2 separate regions of the Drosophila melanogaster genome follow, and region 2 is linked to region 1. Evidence: chromatin contacts called from public Hi-C data. All regions are on one chromosome and are shown on one strand. Each heading gives the region's core, a stretch centred on a gene start, on an enhancer-like site or on the middle of the called end of the contact. The rest is flanking DNA. Distances are from core to core; before and after follow the strand shown. Region 1 holds the start of CG44774. Region 2 holds the start of spoon (spoonbill).

The links. Hi-C and Micro-C count contacts between places; a contact is called where the count stands out from the background.
Region 2: a contact with region 1 is called in a Hi-C map of the Kc167 cell line, with 2.3 times the contacts expected there. The contact joins the promoter of spoon here to the promoter of CG44774 in region 1. A contact is called at or near these places in 3 of 107 Hi-C or Micro-C datasets (the Kc167 cell line, the OSC cell line and the Sg4 cell line) and 1 of 6 datasets of contacts at active chromatin or transcription factors (the Kc167 cell line).

Annotation. Positions count from the first base shown.
Region 1 is chrX:4,934,949-4,939,861 of dm6, forward strand. It overlaps CG44774, which reads right to left and starts at 3,157. Exons shown (of 4, transcript NM_001103410.3): 1 at 3,027-3,157. Ptp4E (Protein tyrosine phosphatase 4E) reads left to right here and starts at 4,180. Exons shown (of 12, transcript NM_080337.3): 1 at 4,180-4,252.
Region 2 is chrX:5,418,316-5,423,071 of dm6, forward strand. It overlaps spoon (spoonbill), which reads right to left and starts at 2,021. Exons shown (of 5, transcript NM_167034.2): 1 at 1,879-2,021. The coding sequence starts at 1,923. Usp16-45 (Ubiquitin specific protease 16/45) reads left to right here and starts at 3,218. Exons shown (of 5, transcript NM_167037.2): 1 at 3,218-3,352; 2 at 4,265-4,702. The coding sequence starts at 4,307.

The sequences.
Region 1 (4,913 bases), core at 1,907-4,406:
TGGAGAAACATCGATGCCAAACATCGATATTTTCGAAAAATCACATAAATTGGTGTTTTTTGATGAATATTCATTTTTGATGTATATTCAAATTTCTGATGAATCATTGTATATTAAATTTTTTGATGAATCATTGTATATTCAAATTTAAAGGATAGTGGAGGAGAAAAACTAAAACACGTGCGCACTCTAAGAACACAAAGGACAACTGACGAAAATGGACTAGAGGTGGAGAAACATCGATGCCACCTATTTTCAACTTGAAAAGTGAGTTTCGTTGTCTTTGCGTGTGTGTGTGTGTGTTTTATGCACCGGCTTTATGTTCTCATATTTGCACACAACAATTAACTTTATAATTTGTTTCAAATGAAGTGCAAATGTGTGTAAGTTCTACCCCTTTTCTATTATTAGCACGTTATGCCAAGAATTCATTTAAACTTACCTTAAATACACAGACATTTTTGTTGCTATTCAATTACACACAATTTATATCATTTTTTTTTTTTTTTTTTTGCCATTCTTCAAATTTAAAGGTTAGTGGAGGAGAAAAACTAAAACACGTGCGCACGCTAGAAACCCGAAAGGCCAACTGACGAAACTGACGAAAATCGACTAGAGGTGGTGGAGAAACATCGATGCCAAACATCGATATTTTCGAAAAATCACATAAATTGGTGTTTTTTGATGAATATTCATTTTTGATGTATATTCAAATTTCTGATGAATCATTGTATATTAAATTTTTTGATGAATCATTGTATATTCAAATTTAAAGGATAGTGGAGGAGAAAAACTAAAACACGTGCGCACTCTAAGAACACAAAGGACAACTGACGAAAATGGACTAGAGGTGGAGAAACATCGATGCCACCTATTTTCAACTTGAAAAGTGAGTTTCGTTGTCTTTGCGTGTGTGTGTGTGTGTTTTATGCACCGGCTTTATGTTCTCATATTTGCACACAACAATTAACTTTATAATTTGTTTCAAATGAAGTGCAAATGTGTGTAAGTTCTACCCCTTTTCTATTATTAGCACGTTATGCCAAGAATTCATTTAAACTTACCTTAAATACACAGACATTTTTGTTGCTATTCAATTACACACAATTTATATCATTTTTTTTTTTTTTTTTTTTGCCATTCTTCAAATTTAAAGGTTAGTGGAGGAGAAAAACTAAAACACGTGCGCACGCAAGAAACCCCAAGGGCCAACTGATGAAACTGACGAAAATCGACTAGAGGTGGTGGAGACACATCGATGCCAAACATCGATATTTTCAAAAAATCACAAACATCGGTGTTTTTCGATAAATCATCGTTTAAACGTCGATGTTTCTCCACCTCTAAAACCGACGCATGTACGAAATGGTGTACAAGGAGAATGCAGTGATAACGCGAGCAGCTGAGCATTGCCGTCTCGCTCGCACGCGTGCGGTGCGTGTGTGTACGTGAGAATGCGCACAGCAAAGGCAACAGCGAAAAATTCCGGTTGTATAAAAGGGAGAAGGAAAAAAGTGTTTGTTACAACCAGGAGCGTTACAAAAGGGATATCCAATGAATGTTTTCCAAACCTATATTAGTCAGTATATTTGGCCTATATATCAGTAAACAAATAAATAGCTAAACGGTAGATTGTTGAAAATAATATCGCAATACGCCACTGTTCATAACAGAAGCAGAAGTTCGATGCCGGCAGGGAATGAATGCGAATTAAGCAATACATATGATATGCAAATATGAAGCGCAACAATTATAACACGCTCTTTTGTTGATATTCTTTGTTTGAACTGCGACTGATAAAGATAAAGCTGAAAACGTGCCGCGCAGCTGTTGCGGCTTCTCATATCTATTTATAGCGGTTTTATTGCAGCACAGCACCCACACGCTTTTGTGTCGCTCTTCTCCATCCTCCTTTGCTACTATTTTCATCTCATACGTGACTAGGCACGCATAGCATGGGAAGTGGTAGCCCTGTTGCACAGTGCTTAACAACACTAAGTTTTCTGCTCTATGTTGTTGCTGTTTCACTTGCATTCTTCTTCTTTTACGTTATCATTCGGCGAAAGTGGCCGAAAAATAAAGTGGCCCCACCATGTTTTACATTTACAGATGCACACAGGCACACACCTGTAAGGCGGTCTACGTGCCGAATTAAGGCAACATAAAAGGCCCCGGAATAAACTAGGTCGCTGCTCGTTGTTGTTATTGCAATCACAAAAAAAAAATGCACGCCGCAAATGGAATTTTAAGGGAGTGTGCTTGTGTGCGTGCAAGCGACGCCTGCCGCTTCCTCTTCTTCGACTTGCAAAACAACAACGAGCGAAATTGAGCGTGAAAACAGAGGAAACGCGAGGATAGATATTGTATAAAAACATGCGTATTTAACAGCGGCTGACCTTGTTTTCATTTGCGCCTAACAAGCTACGGAAAGTGAAAGACTTTGATTGGAATTCTCATAAGAATGTGAAACAGGTTTCGCTCTCATAACGGTATCTGCATACACATACACACACACACACACAGATGAGCCGTAATAGCCAGGCAAAAACAAGAAAAAGCCGGAAAAAGAAAGTAAAAAGGCAGAAAATGTTTAGTTTATATTTCTAGAGCGAGAAAGAGAGAGAGAGAGATATGGGGACGTAGAGAGCGACTGTTAAGTAATACATTTGCAGAGAAAGCGCGCGCAAAAGACACAAGAAAAAAAAACACATTTGCATGTATTGTGTGCTACTTATTGATGGCGTTATTTTCTGGTGTTTTTCGCACAATTGCCGCAGTTTCTGAACGCTGCTTTTGACATTGGAAGAGTTCAAGCGGCTTTTTTTTTACGAATTCGATTTAAACTCATTTTCGATCTGCGAAGGTCAACAGCAAAACAAAATGAAGCCGACTGCACGCACACCAAGGCAATATTTACACAGATACATTCACCACAGTTGTATGTTGCTTGTGTTGCTCCTTAAATATGTTACATATTTAACATATATGATATGTTGTGACAATCAAATAGTACTTGCAATCTTTACCTTGGTTGAGCCGCTCGATTTTACAACTGTTATTTATCACACTTTATTTTCAGTTTAAAATGCACTTTTTCGCTTCCTTTTCACTTTTGATTGCTACTGACATCAACTTGACGTTCTGCTAGTGACTGTATGTTAGCTCCTAACAGCTTCGGCAATTTATCGATTAGTGCTGTTAACGCTACAGCTACCTAACAGAATTAAAGAAATATATTAAATTTAACAAAAATACTGAATACAGCTAGCTGGTCATACTCCTGTTTTACATTTTATTTAATTTACGAATACGTTTAATTTAAATTTTGTTGATATATAATTTAATAAATTTTTTGGTCTCAAAACGTCTTAGCTAACCCCACACAAAACCACTTCGAGATTATTCTGAGGTTCTACGAAAAAAAACTTGTTATATATACAGAGATATATGTATTTTAAAACCAAATAAAAATGAACCTGTATATAATAATACCATAAGATAGCTACTTACTCTACGAGCTGTGAGCCTTGAGTGCCGGTGCTCATATAACTTTCTTAAGCTTGCTTGATATAATTTTCATATTGCATATCTAAAAAAAAATAAAAAAATAATTATAAAATTTTTGTAAAAAGTTCAGTAAAAACAGTTTAATTCACTTATTACCTGGTATTTCCTTCTCTGCAAATATAAACGAATTTTAGATATTTTCAAATTTGTTTGAGTTGGTGTGTTCTGTTTATTATGAAAACATGGATACATTTTTAACAAGTGCTCAAAATATTATTTTATTTACTAAATATATCAATATATAAAATAAATTGTATTTTCTATTAGAAGACTAGTAATAAAAATGACAAAGTTATAATAATACCATTGGAAATAATTACCAAATTGCAATTTTTGAAATTGCAAAGTGTGACTGCACGAATACTTGTTGAATATCAACTGCATGAATTAAATTTCGCTTTCCGAATCAACGAAACATCAAATTTGGTCAAACATGAGCAAAACATGTCATATAATATTAACAATATATTCTTTAAGAAATTTAACAATTTTAAATAAATTATGAGTGACCCTGTGTTGTGTAAAATATGTGGTATTTATTCAGTATTTTTGGGTTTTTTTTTCTGTTTTTCGGCAGCACTGCGCGGCGGTCACGCCTTTGTATTGTATTTATATTCATTCGTTAAGCGACGGTCGTCCAAAAAGGCAGAAAATGTGGAAATTCATTGATGAACAGTGGTGAAAAGTGCGTGCAGTCATTCGCTTCAATTTGTCGTGGCCGATTCCTTTTCGCAACCAATTTTTCTTATTTTTTTTCTTGTCAGTAACAAGTTGTCGGTCAATAAAAGTGTCAGTTTATTTTCTGCATAATAACGGTTACTAAAGCCTAAATTTTTTGTTTGTGACTTCTTTTTTTTTAAACAAATGCGCCGACGCGCCAGAAGTTTATATTCTGTTTTTATGTTTTCCGCTTAAAACGAAACGTGACTAGTTTGTTTTAAATTGGTGTGCAACGAAAACAAGAAGAAGCGGATGAAGAGGGTGGAGAGGAGAGGAAGCAGAAGAAAAAGAGCAACAGTCAAGTGAATTAGTTTTTTTTTCGTCCATGCCGTCGCTGCCAACGTCGACGCCGTTGCGCCGCCGCATTTAGTCATTGCATCAGTGTGTCCGAGTGTGTGTGTGGCAGAGAGAGCGAGTGGGAGAGCAAGGGTGGAGTAAAAGTAAATGCGTGCAATTAGCATTTAATGCAATCACCATTAACCGCCTACTATTGTAATTTATATTACCCTAGTACCTGTAATTTACACATACACCTACACACACACCTGCTCAGCTAGTGGTAGTGCAAATATGAAGTGCAAAAAGCGGCGGCAACAACAATTGTCTGTTAATTGCTGGATATTTCG
Region 2 (4,756 bases), core at 771-3,270, 480 kb after region 1:
CCTATTCACAAAATAAATGTGTGTTTTTGTATTACCACTAGGATAAAACTGAATTCGTTGCTTCTTCCGGTTTCGTTTGTATTTTATGTCGTTTTATGGCATCAATTCGCTTCGGCTTATTTTTTGGAGTTTCTTCTATGCTTTTGTTTATTTTCTTTCTTTTTTTGTTGGGTTTCGATATGCCGGCGAAATTGTTCGAGAGATTCGAGATATCGACTGCTCGATATATGAAGGGAAACTACTTTGCACGCCTTCTAATTGCCAATTCCTCTGGCTTTTTATTTGTATTATTTTTTTTATTTCGGCACCGATTCTCCGCTCTTCACTCCATCCGCTCTTCCGCATCGGCATACCCCCACCAACCCGCGAAAAAAGAGAGGATGCGTGGTGGCAAGTTTTTATTTAGCGCCCCTTTCCACCCACACACACACTCATCCCACCAAGCGGAAACGAGACAGAAAGCCGGAGAGAAGAAAAGAGAGTGGCGAGCTCATTAGAACAAAGAAATCCGAAAACCGTTAATCAAAATCCATTCAAATGGATTGTAAGACGCTCCTTCGAATTTGGTCAAAATTTCCGGGGCCCGAAAAGTGCAAGTCATGCCGAACAGTAGTTTAAAGCCATGAGATCTTTAGTACTTTTAAGTTACTCACTATAGAACCGATTTACCCACTATACTCCCGCTTCCCCCCATCCACAATATCGTCACTTTGTTAGGGCCCAAAGGTCCTCCTGTTACACAGTGGTCAGATGATAAGCTCAATCGACAAGCAACTGAAACACAAACATACATTGTATGTATGTACATATGTATATGTATATGCATATGTATATGTATAAATGTACATATAGCGACAGATCAACGGTTGATGGGAGCATGCAGGGGGTGGGGGATAAGGGGCCTAGTGGGGTGCTATAAAATGGCCATGGAAGGGCAACTGGCCAGACAGCTGTGGCATTTCCTAATCGTCGAAACCGGGTGACGGGAATTTTTCAGATTACGTTTTATACCCTTTGCTTAGAGTATTAAAACTTGTTGACAAAGCTTGCCACATTTTGCCTAAAATTCTTAATAAATGGATATGCATAAGAGCAGGGAGAAGTGTAGTTTTACACGTATTCGTATCAACTCTTGAATTAAAACGACAAAATGTAAGATAAGGGCACAACAACTTCGCAATGGTCTTCTAGTTTTTGTTATTTTTTTTTTGTATTTCCTACACTGTAAGCTTGTTTATACATGAATATTGATGTGTCTGCGTGTCTCGGCATGCAAACAAACATGTTTAGGCATGTTTTTTGTGTGCCTTTCGGTTATTTGTTATTTTCTGACTTTGAACTTGCACATTGTTGTTGCTCCAAACTCGAATACCAGTGCGGCCAAAAGAAGAGGAAGCCGTCGAACGGGGAGGTGAAGCAACAGCCTAAAAATTTGAAATTCCCCCGAACAAGCGAGAATGAGCGACACAGAGAGGCAAGCCAGAAGAGAGCACCAAAACAACAACAAATCAGGTGCAACAACATTGCCAGCTAGCCGAAAAAGTCCACATTGTTATAATCTTGGCAACGTGGTTTCCGATCATATGGTGGCCAAAAATGGGCGGGGATTGTATAATCGGGGGATATACTACTTTATATGTGTATACATATGTATGTATGCATAGACGCAATGTTTTCTTTGTGGGAGTGGCAGCTCCTTTTCGCCTTTGTTCTCTTTCAGGCGTAAAAAAACCGAACATTAACGGTGAAAGCTGTAACACACACAGACGCACTTATGCTCGGCATGTGTATGCGTGCGATTGTGGGTGTGTGTGTGTGTGAGTGCTGTCATTGTGTAATCGCCGAATTGAACTCCAAATTTTTTCCATAACCACTTACTGTCACTTTGCCGGAACAACAACAACAGCGGCAAGGCAGAGTCATACACTTAACAAAAAGTTGACAAAAAAAAGGTAGTTAAAACGTTGGCTATGGTACCGGGAAAGAGGTGCGAATAGAGCTCAAGACACGGACATTGGAACAAATCCACACAGAACAGAACATGACACCATTTTCCGTCACATCTCTCTGTTTTGGCAAACACACACACGCACTTTTTTTGTACTAGGTTATGTTCCGCGTGCTGCGATTTCTTACCTTTGTGAACCGCTTGGGTAACTTATTTTGCTCACTATCTTTGGGTGCTTTCAAAGCTATCTACTGCACACGCGAGTTGTGTATTGTTTTTGCTTATTTGCTGGCGATTTACTGTCGTTTTCTCAACGCTAAAGTGCTGCACGAATTAAACACGTGTCTACGTTCCACCTTTTACAAATCACAATAACATGGCCGGCGTGCGGCAGTGTTGCCATGCATCCGCAAAACTCTGGCAATCGGAGCTGCCTGCTTAATCACCCGCACTCGCGATGGCCAAATCCTCGAATTACAAGAGCCTTTGTGCACACAAAAAAAAAATATAGAAAAAATCACTTCACAGTTTGAATCGCAGCCCAATTATTTCTAGAAAGCCGAAAAACGTGTGCACGGAGTGCTGGTTATCAAATCGAATGGCAGCACATGCACAAACAGGGCTGCCCACGCTCATCGATAGGTATCGATTGGGGCAATAGGTATTTTCTTAGGCGGCGTTGCCACCGAATGTGCACAAAAGTGTTGCAAATTTCGCGATATTTCGTTACGATATTTTGTGGAGCAATACTTTTGGGCATTTGTAATTTTCCAACGTAGTTCTTGGGAAGTTCTGATTTCATTTTGTCTTACCACAATATGCTTGTTCATGCGAATTTCAGCCTATTTTTTGTCAGTATAGCGCACTATAAATCGATAATTTCGAAATAATATTTATATAGGAGCAGATAGCGACTTCAATATCTCAAAGAAAACAATCACTAAAAATCTTCTTTTTAATTTAACACAGTGATGTGTGTAATTCCAAATGATATTTTTTTAAATTTATAAAGCGGCGCAAAATAAAAAAAAGACCAAGCTAGTTAGTAGTGAATGCATACATAGATTTTTGAAATCCCTTCAATGATTTAATTACCTCCTGTTTGAGCGAAGAACATAAGCAGTGTGGATAATTAATTAAAATAATAATAATAGCAATTATTTGCAGCATAAGTTGAATGATATAAATGAATTATTTGCACATGTTTCGAGACCCTATAGTTTCTGACAACGGTTCAAATTGACCACACGCGAGATTTGCGACGAAAATAAGCAACGGTCACACTTGGTCACGTCGTTCACGTTTTCTATTTACGCATAAACGAATAAAAAGCGCCTAAAAGTGCTATAAAACATATATGTTGTGTGCTCATGTGCTACACATATCGCAGCGAGTAAATTTAAGGTAGTAGGCAGATCTTGTTGTGCATGTGTGTGGGTAATCACAGTTCTAGTTTTGTAATTTTTTATATTTCCTACACTGTAAGCTTGTTTATACATGAATATTGATGTATGTGCGTGTCTCGGCATGCAAGCAAACATGTTTAGGATTGTTTTTTGTGTGCCTTTCGGTTATTTGTCATTTTCTGACTTTGAACTTGCACATTGTTGTTGTTCCAAACTTGAATACCATTGCGGTCAGAAGAAGAGGAAGCCATCGAACAGAGAGGTGAAGCAACAGCCTAAAAATTTGAAATTGACCACACGCGGGAGTTGCGACCCAAATAAGCAACGGTCACACTTGGTCACGTCGTTCACGTTTTCTATTTACGCATATACGAATAAAAAAAAGTGCATAAAAGTGCTGTAAAACATATATGTTGTGTGCTTACGTGCAACGCATATCGCAGCGAGTAAATTCAAGGTACTACTCAGATCCTGTTGTGCATGTGTGTGGGGGTAATCACAGTTCGTGTCTATGTGTGCGTGCGTATGGGCTTGATTGGTTGGGTGCGTGTATGAGTTCGGGGTCCTTTGGATTTTCGAGAAATCATCGCAAAAAGGGTAATACATATATGTATGTATGTTTGGGTGGTCAAACAGCGGGGGCACTCAATTTCGCTGGCTGGCAGCGGGGCGACGAACTTAACCTCAAATCCTGGGTCACAGTTCCAAACGTGACGAAAGACAACAAAGCAAACAAAGCCAATAGGGTCAGTCTGTCGGTGCGAGTTCCAATCGAATTCAATCCCGTTGCCAGTTATACACATCGATAGCCGAATCGGAAGAGCAGCAGCAGGGTTGTGACTATAACGATTGCATTCGAAGCAATTCGAAGATTTGAATCTGTGATTGGAACGCTACATATTCCTTCCAGAGCGCGCCCACAAGGAGGCCAAGGCCAAGCAGCTACCTTGCCATGGTAAAGAAGCGTCAGGCGGACAGTCGCGACCACGATTGCTCAACGGATTCCGGCAATGAGGATCTGCATCATCGAAAAGGACTCGGCTCGCCCGGTCAGTCGGATGGCGCCACCCCCACCACCGCCAGCTGCCAGCACATCAAGAAGGCGGTGGACGCGGCCCGACTAAGGCGTCTACTGAAGTCCACGGGTCTACTCTACGAGTGCAGCCAATGTCAGAAGCTGGGCAAGACAGCGGGCAGCGCTGCGGGAGCGGGAGCGAGTGAAGGAGCTGTCGGTCCTGGCGGAAATCCGGTCACCTTCGAATTTGACAACACCCTGTGGCTGTGCCTCAAGTGCGGCAGCCAGCTGTGCGGGAGGGCACGCCACAAGCACGCCTTAGAACACTACCAGGTGAGCAGGGATCTAGTTCACTTAAGCCAGTTGCAAACGACATTCTCGTTTTAC